Regions from separate parts of the Mus musculus genome. Here regions 1, 2 and 3 are each linked to region 4. A link is a contact called in public HiChIP or PLAC-seq and promoter capture Hi-C data. All regions are on one chromosome and are shown on one strand. Each heading gives the region's core, a stretch centred on a gene start, on an enhancer-like site or on the middle of the called end of the contact. The rest is flanking DNA. Distances are from core to core; before and after follow the strand shown.

The links. Promoter capture Hi-C pulls out the DNA fragments that hold promoters and counts their contacts. HiChIP or PLAC-seq counts read pairs in DNA pulled down with a chosen protein or histone mark.
Region 1: a promoter capture Hi-C map of liver shows a contact between it and region 4, with 2.9 times the contacts expected there. The contact joins the promoter of 1700022N22Rik here to the promoter of Ggnbp1 in region 4. A contact is called at or near these places in 2 of 39 promoter capture datasets (hippocampal neurons and liver).
Region 2: a contact with region 4 is called in an HNF4G HiChIP or PLAC-seq map of pancreatic cancer cells. The contact joins the promoter of Ppard here to the promoter of Ggnbp1 in region 4. A contact is called at or near these places in 2 of 115 datasets of contacts at active chromatin or transcription factors (embryonic stem cells and pancreatic cancer cells).
Region 3: a promoter capture Hi-C map of liver shows a contact between it and region 4, with 3 times the contacts expected there. The contact joins the promoter of Fbxl16 here to the promoter of Ggnbp1 in region 4. A contact is called at or near these places in 3 of 39 promoter capture datasets (liver and pre-B cells) and 1 of 115 datasets of contacts at active chromatin or transcription factors (pancreatic cancer cells).

The regions. Positions count from the first base shown.
Region 1 is chr17:25,984,052-25,987,437 of GRCm38.p6, reverse strand. It overlaps 1700022N22Rik (RIKEN cDNA 1700022N22 gene), which reads right to left and starts at 1,608. Exons shown (of 2, transcript NR_166913.2): 1 at 1,402-1,608. Capn15 (calpain 15) reads left to right here and starts at 1,564. Exons shown (of 12, transcript NM_001347334.1): 1 at 1,564-1,967.
Region 2 is chr17:28,231,083-28,234,235 of GRCm38.p6, reverse strand. It overlaps Ppard (peroxisome proliferator activator receptor delta), which reads right to left and starts at 1,482. Exons shown (of 8, transcript NM_011145.3): 1 at 1,372-1,482.
Region 3 is chr17:25,807,317-25,810,598 of GRCm38.p6, reverse strand. It overlaps Fbxl16 (F-box and leucine-rich repeat protein 16), which reads right to left and starts at 1,500. Exons shown (of 6, transcript NM_001164225.2): 1 at 1,213-1,500.
Region 4 is chr17:27,027,530-27,030,896 of GRCm38.p6, reverse strand. It overlaps Ggnbp1 (gametogenetin binding protein 1), which reads right to left and starts at 1,638. Exons shown (of 6, transcript NM_027544.2): 1 at 951-1,638; 2 at 97-221. The coding sequence starts at 1,438. Bak1 (BCL2-antagonist/killer 1) reads left to right here and starts at 2,270. Exons shown (of 6, transcript NM_007523.3): 1 at 2,270-2,486.

The DNA of each region.
Region 1 (3,386 bases), core at 359-2,858, 1.0 Mb after region 4:
ATCTTGACCCACCCCTCTACTTTTTGAGACAAAACCTTGAACTTTCTAGCCCAGGTCAACTTTGAACTCATGACCCTCCTGCCTCAGTCTCCTTAGCAACTATGCAACTATACCTAAGCAACTATACCTTTGTAGCTGTGGCCCCAAAACTATGAGGAATAGTGTTGGGTCCCATCTGCTCAAGAGTCAGGGTGGTTGATCTATGGCTTCTGTCCCTGCAAAGCTCTCTCTGCCCTTCTTGACCTCTGCAGGGTGTCCTGTGGTCTGTGCACTCAACAGGGTGTCTGTCTTCTGGCCCATACTACACTAGCATAGATCAGGGCTCAGCCAACCTGGGATGATCCAGCTTTACCTGCTGTGTGATCATCTTACTTAGTGCAGTGATACATCATTGCACTAGTGATGACCCGTAGTGACCAGAGATACTGTCCTGGATCCAGCTTGGCCATTCTCCTGATCATGGGTATCACCTACTGATGAATGAGCAGTGACTTCACCACTGTCAGGGGGCTCAGGAAGACAGCCTCTGCTCCTCTCCTCTTGCCAAAATTTGGTGTCTTCCCCATTCAGGCATAGGTGTCCCCACAGCATCCTGAATTCAATGGCCAGTCTTTAGCTTTCTAGCTTCTGGAGCATGAATGATTTCCCAGAAACATTATCTGTAGTCTCTACTGAGCCAGACTCAGGTTTTCTGGGTCCGGGGGCAAATAGTACCCAATCTCTCACACAACATTCAGAGTGCCGGGTGTCCTTTTGCTATGTGCTATGTTTTTTTTTGTTTTTTGTTTTTGGTTTTTGGTTTTTGGTTGGTTTTTGGTTTGGTTTGTTTTGTTTTTTGAGACAGGGTTTCTCTGTATAGCCCTGGCTGTCCTGGAACTCACTTTGTAGACCAGACTGGCTTCGAACTCAGAAATCTGCCTGCCTCTGCCTCCCGAGTGCTGGGATTAAAGGCGTGGGCCACAACGCCCGGCTAGCAGCCTGATTCTTAGTTAGCTTTCAGTTGCAGAGGACAAGTGGCTGGAATTAAGTTAATTCGGGGGAGCCAAAGGGCTCTAATGGGAAATAGCTTGGGGGCTCTTGTGAACATAACTCAAAGGACTGCCTCAGATGCCAGTGTTTCTCTAGAAAAAGTGACGTGCCTATCTAGCACTCGAGTAAACACAGACCTCAGATGGAGTAACCTCGGAAGGAGCAGTGCCAGCACGGTTGCTGCTTCAGACCGTTGGGAAAGAAACCAGAAGTCGCTGGAAGAGGTAGAAAGCAGCCAAGGCAGCTAGGTTGGACTGTACCACCTACTGCCCCAACGCAGCAGACAACCGGTTCAGACCTTGTACAAAATCACGACCCAGACTCCCGACATCTCCCCTGGCGCAGTAACACTCGAACCCCGTGGACGCCTACCGGAGCCCAAAGCCCATCTTAAGGGGATCCTGGGAGCTGTAGTCCGTTCTCTTCCCGGATCCAGCGCGCCACATCAAACTAGCTTGGGAGTACCAACTGCATCCGTGAACTGAGCGTCTCCGGTCACGTTGGGAGGGCGAAATCTCAGGGAAAGAGTAGAGGGTAGGACCATTCATGGACTACAATTCCCGGCGTGCCTTGAGCCGCGTCGCTCTGCCCTGTGGGAGCCGTAGTCCCGGCTCCGGGTTCCCAGTGCCGCGTGCGCCCCTGACGCGCTGTAGCCTCGGGCCCCGGCTGGGCGCCACGCTACGGAAGCAGCGTAAGGCGTAGCGGGTAGGCCGGGCGGGACGGCGGGCGCTAGCTACGGAGGCGTTTGTAAGGTTGCCGGGCCGAGACGGATCTTCGCGGCCAAAACGCGCTAAGCCGGCGGAGCATCGCGGCTGGCGCGAAGGGGCCCTTGGTGCCCTCCGGTCGAAGTTGTGGGTCAACCGACTGAGGGCCGGCACTAGGGCCGCGCCCGCCTAGACCGATCGCGAGCGCTGAGGAGGCGCCGCCGGCTCGCTAAGGTGAGTTCCACGGTAGGCGGCCGGCCAGACGGCCTAGGACTCGTAGAGCTCGGCCTCAGGGCATCAGCCGGGATGCTCCATGTTTGTCCTGGGAGCAGTAGCCTGGCTTGTGGTGAGCGGGAAGGGGAGGGGGAAGCGCGCCGGAGGTGTGGGTCACTCGAGGCCAGCCTAGGAACCTCAGACGCAGGCGACCCTCGGTGCCTGCCTGTCCTTGAGTGCCCTCTTGTCCGGGGCTAAGCGTTGGCCCACTGTACGAAGGTATAGGTCGTGGGGGCACTGTCTGCAGAAACCTGCAGCTGCCTGGGGCGGCAGCAAGAGTAAAGCGTCCTGTGTGCCCCCTCATCCCACACTTCTGTTTTTGCGGGCCTGTCAGCAGGCCGAGAAAGTTACAGAGCAGCCCCTTGACAGCTGCGGGATTTTCTTTTTGTTTTCTGAAAAAGGGGCCCTTCCACGTCTGATTTGGGAACCCTGTTGTGTGGCCAGATGGTCCTTGCTAGGCTGGCTCTTAGGGTCCCTGAGTACAGATACTGAAACAGGACCGCGAAACACCTAGCCTCGAAAACAGGATAGATACCTCCTGAGTTTCAGGAGAACCTGAGAGCCTACCTGAGTGTTTGCTGCTGACCCTGCAGTTCAGCAATAAATCAGGAAGAACTGCTACTCAGTAAGAAACTGTGAGATTACCCCTCCAGTGGCAATTTCCCCTTTCCCAGTCTGGAGAACTGCAAGTCACAGATGTGGAGCTTGCCTCTTGAGTTTCTCCCTGCTTCCAGAGTCTAGCTGTCAGGGATGCGCTCAGGACCACAGTTCTGCAGTCTAGGGCAATTGTGTCTTGCTGAACAGTAGCTTGCCTCCATGGGGTAGTAGATTCTGTTTCCTTTGAGGTCCTTCTGCTCCACAGAGATGCACCCATTTCTTTTCTAACATCTAAGAATGTCTAGAGCTGTCTGACTGGTAGACAGGTCATTGACCTCCATGGAGGAAGACTTGAACCCTGCTGGATCCAAGGCTCAGAAACTGTACAACTTAACTGCAATGGAGTTATCAAAATCTCTGCTGGCCATAGTGTCTGAGAGTGGCCCTAACTCCATATCTATGTAGAAGCCTAGGTTAGTCCTCTGTGGGTAAAGGGTTCCATTGTGGCCCATCCTTGGATCCAGGCTTTGTCTACTCCCAAGCTTTCCTGGCCCCTGTTGTACATTGTCCAGGCCTTAAGGCAAAACTTGTAAGGCCCATTTTACAGATGTGGAAACTGAGGCTGTCCGTCATCCATTGACAGGAGAGGGATAGACAGAGTTCTAAGTCTCCAAACCACAAGCATTTTTTGGTCTCCTTCCACATTCTCACTGGTGGCTCTTGAGATGAGCCTTTTTGGTGACCTGAAAACCTTCAGTATACATGCTATTGATGAGCTGATAA
Region 2 (3,153 bases), core at 233-2,732, 1.2 Mb before region 4:
TTGTCATCATACCTTAATGACCCGAGTCTATTTCCAGGAACCACAATATCGAATGAGAGAGCCACCTCCCAACTCCAGTAAGCTGTGCTCTGACCTACACCCCACCCCACATCCACACCCCACAGAAATAAATAAATGTAACTTGTAAGCAAACATTCTAGAGCCAGTACAGGGAGGAAAAACCAAGTTTAAAACCAAGGGCAGGGCTGGTGAGATGGCTCAGTGGGTAAGAGGTACCCGACTGCTCTTCCAAAGGTCCGGAGTTCAAATCCCAGCAACCACATGGTGGCTCACAACCATCCGTAACGAGATCTGACACCCTCTTCTGGTGTGTCTGAAGACAGCTACAGTGTACTTACATATAATAAATAAATCTTTAAAAAAAAAAAAAAAAAAAACCAAGGGCATAGCTTCTGCTCTTAGCTGTATGGAAAAGGGCAGTGCGTGGAAGGCACCGTATCATGGTTTAAATACATTCCATAATATCCCAAATGAGTCCTGTTTCCTGAAAGGGTGAAAAGAGTTATATGAAGCCTCTGGCTACCCCTGGCACACACCCAACTCAGAGCCGTCTCCCCCAAGGGTTCCTGGAAGTCAACAGACTCATAAAGGGGAAGTATTATAAAGCTGAGATTACGAGGGCCTACCAACTGGCCATCCCTCCCAATACAACACCCAGTGAAACCTGTGACCCGAACAAATCTGGTCAAGCTGGCGCTCAACACCCCACTCCCAGCTCAACTGAAGGTGAAACGGAAGCCTATCGTGCACCTCTGGGTTCTCCTCAAGCAGAGGCATAAAAAAAAAAAAAAAAAAAACTAGAAGCGAGGCAGTCGGGTGACAGGAGGTGAAAAGGACAGGAGATGAGAGCTGAGCCTAAGTGGGGCCTCTGCCGGTAGCCAGGATAGAAGGGGCTCGGATAAACCGGACTGGCTCACAACATCCTAAAGAAGATGGGGAGGGATAGGGCAACCCGAAAACGGGTCAGAGAGGAGGAGAGCACTGACCGACAGGGCAAGGATGGAAGGCTATCGAGGGAGGCAGGAAGGATCTCCAAGGAGGGCCTGGGTAGCGGGACAGCAAGGGAGGCGCTCAGAAAGGGGGTCAGAAGGGAGGTGACATGGGGTTCTTTGGAATTGAGAGGAGATGAAGCCACGGGGCTTTAGAGGGATCAGGGTGGGTGGGAGGAGGGAGGGAGGCCGGCTCCGAGCAACCACAGGGGTCCCTGCGGTGGAGACCCCAGCGGTGGCTCCTCAGCGCGCAAGCCGAGCATAGACGAGCCGCAGAGGCGCGGAAAGCGGCTCTCGGAGCCCCTGACCCCACCATCCACCTCAGCCCGGGCCGCGCTGGCCTCTCCCGATCCGCACGGACCTGTCCCGGCCGCCTCTCGCGCCGCTGCCGCCGTCCCGCAGGCTCCGCAGAATCCCCCAGCTCCTGCCAAAACTTTTCCCATTAATCCCCAGGTCCGCCGCGGCCTGCGGCGTCACACGCTCCCAGCCCCGGCGCCGCCCCCAGCCCCGTGATGTCACCGCGCCGCTGGCTCCCTCCCCCACAACTAAGCACTCGCCCCCGCCCCCTTCCGCCATAGCAGTAGCCAATCGCCGCGCCGCCTGGAGCCACTCCTTTGACAGCCATCGCTCCGCCCACTGCACAGCTGCCCTGGCGCGTCTGCAGCGCCCTCTGCAGTCAGACGTGGGAGCAGCAGCTGAGGAAAGCGCTGGGGAGAAGTTAGGGCTGGTCAAAGCAAGCCTCACGAAACGATATTTAAAGCTTTAAAGCGCGGAAAGAAGGTGGAGGTCATCTAATACAACCTCCTCACTCTTCCTGAGAAGAAACTAGGCATAGACTTGTGTGGTTTGAAGCAAGAAGCAAAGCTAAGGGCGGTGGGGGAAGGAATAGAGGCAAACTGTAATTTTCAGAGGCGCTTGGGAGAGGCATATGGTGGGAGACTTGGGAATGAAAATACAGACGCATACGTTTTACAAAATATCTATTTTTATATGTCAGAGTGTTTTGTCTGCATGTCTGTCTCTGCACCATGTGCGTTCAGTGCCTGCAGAGTCTGGAAGAAGGCGTTGGATCCCCTGGAAGTGGAGTTACAATGGAGAACTTCCATGTAGATGCTGGGAAGCGAGCCTCTTCAAGAGTAGCAAGCGCGATCTTCACCACTGAAGCATCTCTTCAGCACCCCCAATTTTTTAACTGGTGGCTAGTTCAATGGCTCAACGGGTCATCGCTTTGTCTCCAAGCCTGAAGACTTGAGTTCAGTCCCTGGGACTGCCTCCTGAAGGTTATCTTCCAATCTCTACACACCGCATGTGCACTTTCATATACACCCACACAAGAAAAAAGAAAGATCTGGAAGGCATGATGGCACTCTAACTCCAGCACTCAGGAGGTAGAGGACCCGTTTGAGGTCATTTTTAGCAATGGAGAAAGTTTTGGGCCAGCCTGTGCTTATAGGCCTTGTGAAGCCAAATAGAAAACAAATTTTAAAAGAACTTTTCTCCCACTTGAGATTTCTGTCGCTGGATGTCAGGGACCAGACAAGACAAGAACTCTGTACCTGGGCTTGCCTGTCACCCCAACTCATCATATACCACAGAGAGTATGTAGCCAGAAGGCAATCTGTCACTGGCTGGTTTCATCATCCTAGAATGAACAAAACTTGGCTGGCAGGAAAGTCAGCAGGCACCTCCCTCCTCCACACCGCCATTAAAGGTCACCTCTGCCCGGTCTGGCACTCCTTACAGTGCATCCTTAGCTCGCTGGATTGGAGAACCCCACACCACTTTTTTTCTGCTTTGTTTTCGAGTGTGTGTGTCTGTGTGTGTGTGTGTGCGCGTGCGCACGTGCGCGTGTGCACTTGGAGGACAGAGAAGGGTACTGTGTGTCTTCCAAGGATAGGTTTCCACGGTTTTCCTTTGAGGCCTGGTCTCCTGATGCATGCACGAGCGGTTCTGGTTTGGTGGGATAGGCTGTCAGCCATCAAGCCTGGGCTATCCTGGTTCTGCAATTACAGGAATTCACAGGACCACACCCTGCTTTTCCCTGTGTGTCGGGATCTGAACGCTGGCTGCTCTGCGTGAACAGCAGAGGCGCTTAACTTTCCTGCTCTCTCCCTAGCTCCCTTCTATTGCTTTTGAAATGAAT
Region 3 (3,282 bases), core at 251-2,750, 1.2 Mb after region 4:
ACTTACAGTATGGGTGACTGGGGAGGCAAATAGTGAGGGTGGCAGGAAATGAGGCTGCTGAATCTTGGGCTATCTCAACATCACCCACGTTTTCAACCTTGACTTTCCCTCTCTTCTCCCAATGGCTCCCAGCCCGGCCCTCAGGCCACGTCTAGGCAGGAAATCGAGGCTCCACCATGCCTCTGACCTGATCTAGGCAGCCCCTAATCATCCAGGCTCCTGTCCCAACACCGGCCCCCCCCCCGCCCCTCCCCCCTGCTGCGATGAGGCTGCTGTCCAGCACTTCATCAAAGTGTTGGGCTGGAACAGAGGGTCCCGTGTCCCGAAGGGGCAGCAGGGAGGCCTGAGAAGACCCTGGTCAGTGGGCCCTGGGACAAGATGGCAGTGGAAGTCGGGCCTCCAGGAGGGAGCAGGTGAAGTGGCATCTGCCATCTGCTCCTGGGAGGTCAGCTGCTGGCTCGGGCTGGGAGGGGCTAGCAGGAGGGCTGCTAGGCCAGATCCAGGCCTCAACAGTGCAGCCTTCTCTCCTGGGATGACGGGTGGGGAGGATCCCCCACTGACTAACATCCTAGAAGGACATGGAAGCCCTGCTCAGCAATCTCAGGATGCCCATTCCCCATTTTGAAGCCTTCCAATCTTGGCCAAGGCCCATTTTCTTTTTCTAGAACCAAAGACATGCCAGCCCACTCCCTGGTATAGAGCTGTGGGCGGCAGCTCTATACCAGCTCATGTCCAGAAGGCGTCCAGGACCCCTAGGCCACATATCCACATGGCTCCTCCCTTTTAATTGTATCAACACCTGTCACGTCCTCCAGTCCGCCGGAGGCTCATAGGGCTGGAGTGGGGAGAGCCCAGAGCCAAGCCAGAAGGAGTGGGGGCTGACGGCCTGCAGTTCCGCGTCCTCGCAGCCACCGTGCTTCCTCTCAGCAATTCCGTGGTACGGAGATACAGCCTGACCGCGCTGCCGGTAGCGAGCGGGGCGCAATCAGGCCGGCCACTAGGGTTAGGGGCTGCGGAACCGCTGGCTCAGCGGCCGAAGGGTGAGGTGGGGAAGGGGCTGCGATTACGTAAGCCCTGCTCAGGCGGCGGCGGCCGCGGCGCAGTCCCAAGTCCCCACCCCGCCCCCTCCTCATTGTAGCCTTCGCGGAGGCAGTGGCTCGACCTGGACCCTCCCCTCCCCGCAGCCTGGCCGCGCGCGCACACACACCTTACCTCGGCCAGGGCTTCTGGCTCATGCCACGCTGTCCGCCGGGCGACCTCGCGTCATGGGGAGCTCAGCACCCGAGCCGCCTAGCGCGGAGGCGGCCGAGGTGCTGGACTGGCTAGCAGGGCCCGACTGCGCCCCGCGCCCGGCGCCCCGCGCCAGGGCCCTCTCCGCAGAGTTCCGAGCGGAGCTCCCCGGTGGGAGAGGATCTGCCGCCCTGAGCCTCCCACCGGGGAGGCTGAGGCTGTGCCCAGATAAATAAGGCCGCTTTGCAGGGAACCCGGCGGGCGCCTCCTCCCTCCCCTTCCCCTCCTCCCTGCGCTCCTCCTCCGCGCTCCTCCCCGCGCTCCTCCGCGGCCGCCGCCGGCGCCGCGCGTGCCCCCCGCCCGGCCCTAAGAGCCGCGCCCTCGCGCGCTCCCGGCGTCCGGACCAATCCGGGTTCTAGAGCCAGGCTGAGGTGTCGAGAATCCCCAACCCCGCCCCGCTCCTCTCCGCGCGCTCCCGGTGCGGTACCGACGGGCACGCGCCAGGCGGCAGCACCCGCTCAGCGGCCGGTGTTCGCACAATAACAAACCCCGTAGGCCGCGCGGCCGAAGAGCAGCTTCGAGTGTCCCATCTGCACAAAGTGGTGGCGACCCAGAATCTTGCCAGCTGAGGAGAATTGCGGTCCTTGGCGCGAGCGGTTGGCAGTGGGGTTCCGGATCCTGCGCAGATGCAACTGGCCCTATGTGCCCTTGCTTGGATTGCCACCTGTGAGGGCGAGGAAAGAGAAGCCGAGTGGAGACATCGACATCGTCGCACCTCCACACACACACACACACACCCTCCTTATGGCCCCTAGGATTCATATCCCTTCCGATCCTGTTGCGAGTCAGGCAGAAGAATCCCTGTTCTGGGTGACATAGTCACACACTTGCAAGCAAGTGACTAAAGCAAGCGTCAATGAAAACACAAGACAGTGGAGTGATAGTGGGGAGGGGTTACTTCTGACAATGTCACAAATGATCTGAGACGCCCTCTCTGTCCCCATAGCACTTGGTAGGAATGGTTCGAGAATCGACCTGCCTTATGGAGTTCCACAGGTTCGCTCTGAGATGAAGTAGAGGTCAGGTGGTGGCAGCCTGTATGGACCAGGGAGGGTGGTTTGTGTAAAAGGACCCATTAAGGGCTGCTGGAGAGCCAGACCTCTCAGCAGGCTAAAGGGACCCCAATCTGGGTCTCTCTTGAGACCAGAAACAGCAGATGTTGGGACAGCAGAGTAGCGTCTTGGAAGAGAAGGAGCTTCAGGGTGGAATGTCCTCAGATGAGACCAACTGCTGTGGAGATGGGAGGTCTGTCTCCTGGGAATGATGTGAGGCCTAGGGGCAATAAGAAAGGGAAGTAAGCTGTATCCTAGCTGGTGTGTGTGTGTGTGTGTGTGTGTGTGTGTGTGTGTGTGTGTGTGTGTGTGTGGTGTATGATCATATATGTGAAGGTGCAAATAGAAGTTAGAGGGCAGTCTCAGGTATTTCTTAGGCAGTGTGTGTGAGTGAGTATATGTGTGTGTGTGTGTGTGTGAGAGAGAGAGAGAGAGAAAGAGAGAGAGAGAGAGAGAGAGAGAGAGAGAGAGAGAGAGAGAGAGAGAGAGAGAGGAGAGAGAGACTGATATTAGAATCCTCTTCTACCAGTCTTTAAAAAAATTATATATTTTATGTATGTGAGTATACCATGGCTATCTTCAGACACACCACAAGAGGGCGTCAGATCCCACTACAGATGGTTGTGAGCCACCAGGTGATTGCTGGGATTTGAACTCAGGACCTTTTGCTCAGGTTAAGCAGTCAGTGCTCTTAACCACTGAGCCATCTTGCCAGTCTGTCTTCTACCACTCTTTACCCTGTTTTGTCTTTTCTTTTTTTCTTTTCTTTTTTTTAATGGTTTTAGAGCTTTATCGTTAAAAGGAAGGGAGAAAGAGAGGAGGTAGAAAGAGGGAGAGAGAGCGGCCATGGCCACATAAAGAGAGGGGGAAAAAGAGAGAGATGGAAGAAGGGCTAGAGAGTAAAGTAAAAAAGGGTGAGAGCTTGAAGAGCTATCCTGAT
Region 4 (3,367 bases), core at 389-2,888:
GCTGGGCTCCTGCCCCACCCCCACCCCCAGAAGTCTTAGAGGAGAGGCATCCATTTCTGCTCCCCTCCCCTCTGCCCCTCCCACCTGCATCCTTACCAAACTCAATTGGGCAGTGTTCATCCTCTTCCTCCTTGATGAAGGCCCCAGGGGTGAGCGCCAGTGGTCCCGGAACCCACTGTAAGCATCCTTGTTCTGTCTCCAGGGCCTGGCCAAAATGCTCCCTAAACCCAAAGCCACAGTCAGGTGGGGTCAGGGGACACCCACAAATGTGGCCTGACTCTACCTTGAGTCTCTCCACGGACCTGCTCTGTTCCCTGGGATAGCTAACAGAGGGGTTTCCCTACCACCTCTGGGGGACATAGGATGTGGGGAGCTAGGCACCTTCCAGACAGGGAACTGCTGCTAAGACCAGTGGGAGAGAAAGCCAGGCAGGAAAGTAGGGGTACAGGCTGGAGCAGAGCCTACTTCAGCGTACTTCTGTCCAGACTCTAGTGCACCCTTCCTAGCCTCTAGGATATTTTCTTTGGTTGTTCTTTGTTTTTTCAAGACAAGATACCCCTCGGTGTGGCCCTAGCTGTAGACCAGGCTGGCCTCAAATGCAGAGATCTGCCTGCCTCTGCCTCCTGAGTGCTGGGATGAAAGATGTGTGCCACCAATGTGTTTTGTTGTGCTGGGGACTAAACCCAGGCCTGGACCGTGCTAGGCAGGCGGTACTCCACTCTGAAGCCACACCTCAGTTCCCAGCCACTCCTCACACAGCCCTGTTTGCTGACCCTCCCTCCCTTGGGACCCTTAACTGTCCCTCATGGCTTTCACTATTCAGGACCCCTTACCCCAGCCCATTACAGCTGTGGGCTTCTAGTCATGGCCCTCATGCCTGCATCCTCCTTCTGTTCTAGCTAGATCAGGCTACCCCACCAGCCCTAGCACCAGCAGCACCAGCCCCTCACCTGTCTGAGGCCCCGGAGACCTCCCCTACTGGCTCCTCCTCCTCTCCTTTCTTCTCAGGTAGCTGCTCCAGAACCTCCCAGGTTCCTCTGAGAGGAACTGATGTTACCTCAACACCCTGGGCCCTTAGCTTCGGGACATCCTTGGAGGTGAGGGTCTGGGACCCTGAGTCCCCAGTGCCCAGCTCAAAGGCATCATGCCTCGGGTTGGAGGGAGCTGCAGAGAGAACCCTGGGCGGGGGCTCCCTCTTCCCATTAGAGGAAGCTGCAGAGTGGACCTTGGCCCGGGGCTCCTTCCTCCCACGACCTCCCTGGTGGCCCATCATTGGGGAGACAACATCTTGCTCCCATGAGGAGCTGGGCTGGCTCCTGGTCAGGGGCTTGTTAGTGCTCTTAGAACCGCCCTTACTCCCCACCAGGTTTCGGAGAAAGCGCAGCATGGAGGAGCAGCCTAAGATCCGTGACCGAGGGGTCCGCGCCGGGGCTGCCATCCTGAGTGGGACCCCGACTCAGGGAGAAGCCATGGCAGCCAGCCCAGGACCAACTGCTAGCAGAAACCTCCAGTTGGAAACTTCCAGAAGTTCTAGAAGGCAAAGAGGAGGTGGGGGTGGGGGGAGGCTATAACTGGAGGCTGGTGGGGGGGGGTCTACTGGAAGGAAAGCGGGTAGAGGGGTAGAGGGAGCTAGCCAGGGTCCAGCTCAGCAGGTCTCAGAGGAAGGCTGGAGATTGAGGGATGGTGAGACATAACACAACAGCACCCACAGGCTGTGGAAGCCTGGCTGAAGGCAGATAGGGCGGCCGGGGGGGGGGGGGAGGAGGGTGCACACGCTGAGAACAGGACATCATATGCTCCTGTCTATCCATAAACTCCTGTTTACTCTGGGTTTGAGATCAGTCCCTGCAGCTGCCAGGCTGCAGGGATCTAGGACAGCACAAATTCTGAGCTGCCCCTCCTCCTCCTCTTCTTCCTCCCCTTCCCCCTCCTCCTCCTCTCTTTTAGGGTGTTAGTAGCACAGGCTGGCCTCTATTTCATGATCCTCCTGCTTCAGCCTCTTGAACGCTGGGACTGCAGGTCAGCTCATCCTGGTTTTTGTTGTTGTCTGTGGTTTGCTTTTCACTAGAGGGAGAAGATGGAAGAGGAGGCCCGGGAATCAGAGACAGGAAAGGCAGAAAACAGAACGCTTTTCCCCTTGGCTGGGACAGGGCAGGCAGGGGAGGCTGTAGCTGCTTCCAAGCCCGGCCGAGGACCTTCCCCTAAGCAGCAGCCTCCCTGAGCGCCTGCATCCGGCGGCCACCGAGAACTTCCTCTAGAGGGAGCTGGTCATTGCCGGGAGCTGGGACCTCCTCTATGGTCACAAAGTCGCGAGGTTTCCTGGGCCAAGAGGCAACCCGAGGCGGCATCCAGCACCATGAATCCACTGATACCAGTTCCTGCCAGTCAGGCCTGAAACCTTGGCCCCTGGAAGCAGCCAGCAAGCCCTTCGGGGTCTTCGTCTTTGCACGGCTGAGCCATCCCACATCTGGAGCAGAGTCATTCAGGTACACGGGCAGCCAGTGCCAAATCCCACCGTCCTAATCCTGGGCAATTCTGGCCCAGGGTGGGGCAGAAACCTCCATCGGCAACCCGGTGAGGAGGGAGGCCTTGATGTGGCTTCCCTGGGAGGTTCTGAAAGGGAAGCTGCAGGCATGGTTCACACAGGGCCTCTGGCTATACATCAGAAGCGCCCCTTCCTGCCCGGTTCTGGTGGCCCTGGACTTTTATGTGGAAGGAGGGGAGGGTCAAGGTCATGAACAGAGACAGAAATTATACGGTTGATACTCCCTGCTGTACCAGGACACGGACAGTCCTCCCCCAGAATGATTCTAGGTACAGCCTAGTGGTCGGTTGTGAGGAACATGCATCCTGGGCCCAGCCAGTGGACATAATGGGAAGTCAAGGCGACTTGGATGGGGGCCAGGTGGGCCAGGGCAGCACTGGCTGTGGAGGGCTTTTCTGAGACTCTTCCTGCTCTCTAACAGTAAGCCTCCAGGGTGGTGTTATTATTACTATTATTATTTTGAGAGAGAGAGATGTGGATGAAGTCAGCGTCCCCTGGCCCTGCTGGCCTGGGATTACAAGGTACCAGGAAGAGCACCCTATCCCGGAAGGAGCCGTTGGGTAGACTATGCCCAGCAGAGGGTTGTCTTGATGAGGCCTGGCTCTCAGGGATGGCAAGAGGAGGGTCTGTCTGCTCACCCTGTCTCCATCAATGAAGAGGGAGGTGAAGGGGAGCCGGCCCTCCCCCACCCCTTTTCAAAGAGTGCTTCCTGCAGTGATGGAGGTGGCCCACATAGGGGTGGGAACTCTTGAAAGGGTGCAAACTGAAAGTGAAAGGTCTTGCCTCAGGAACTAACCGAACTCTGAGACAGGTCAAAGAGGA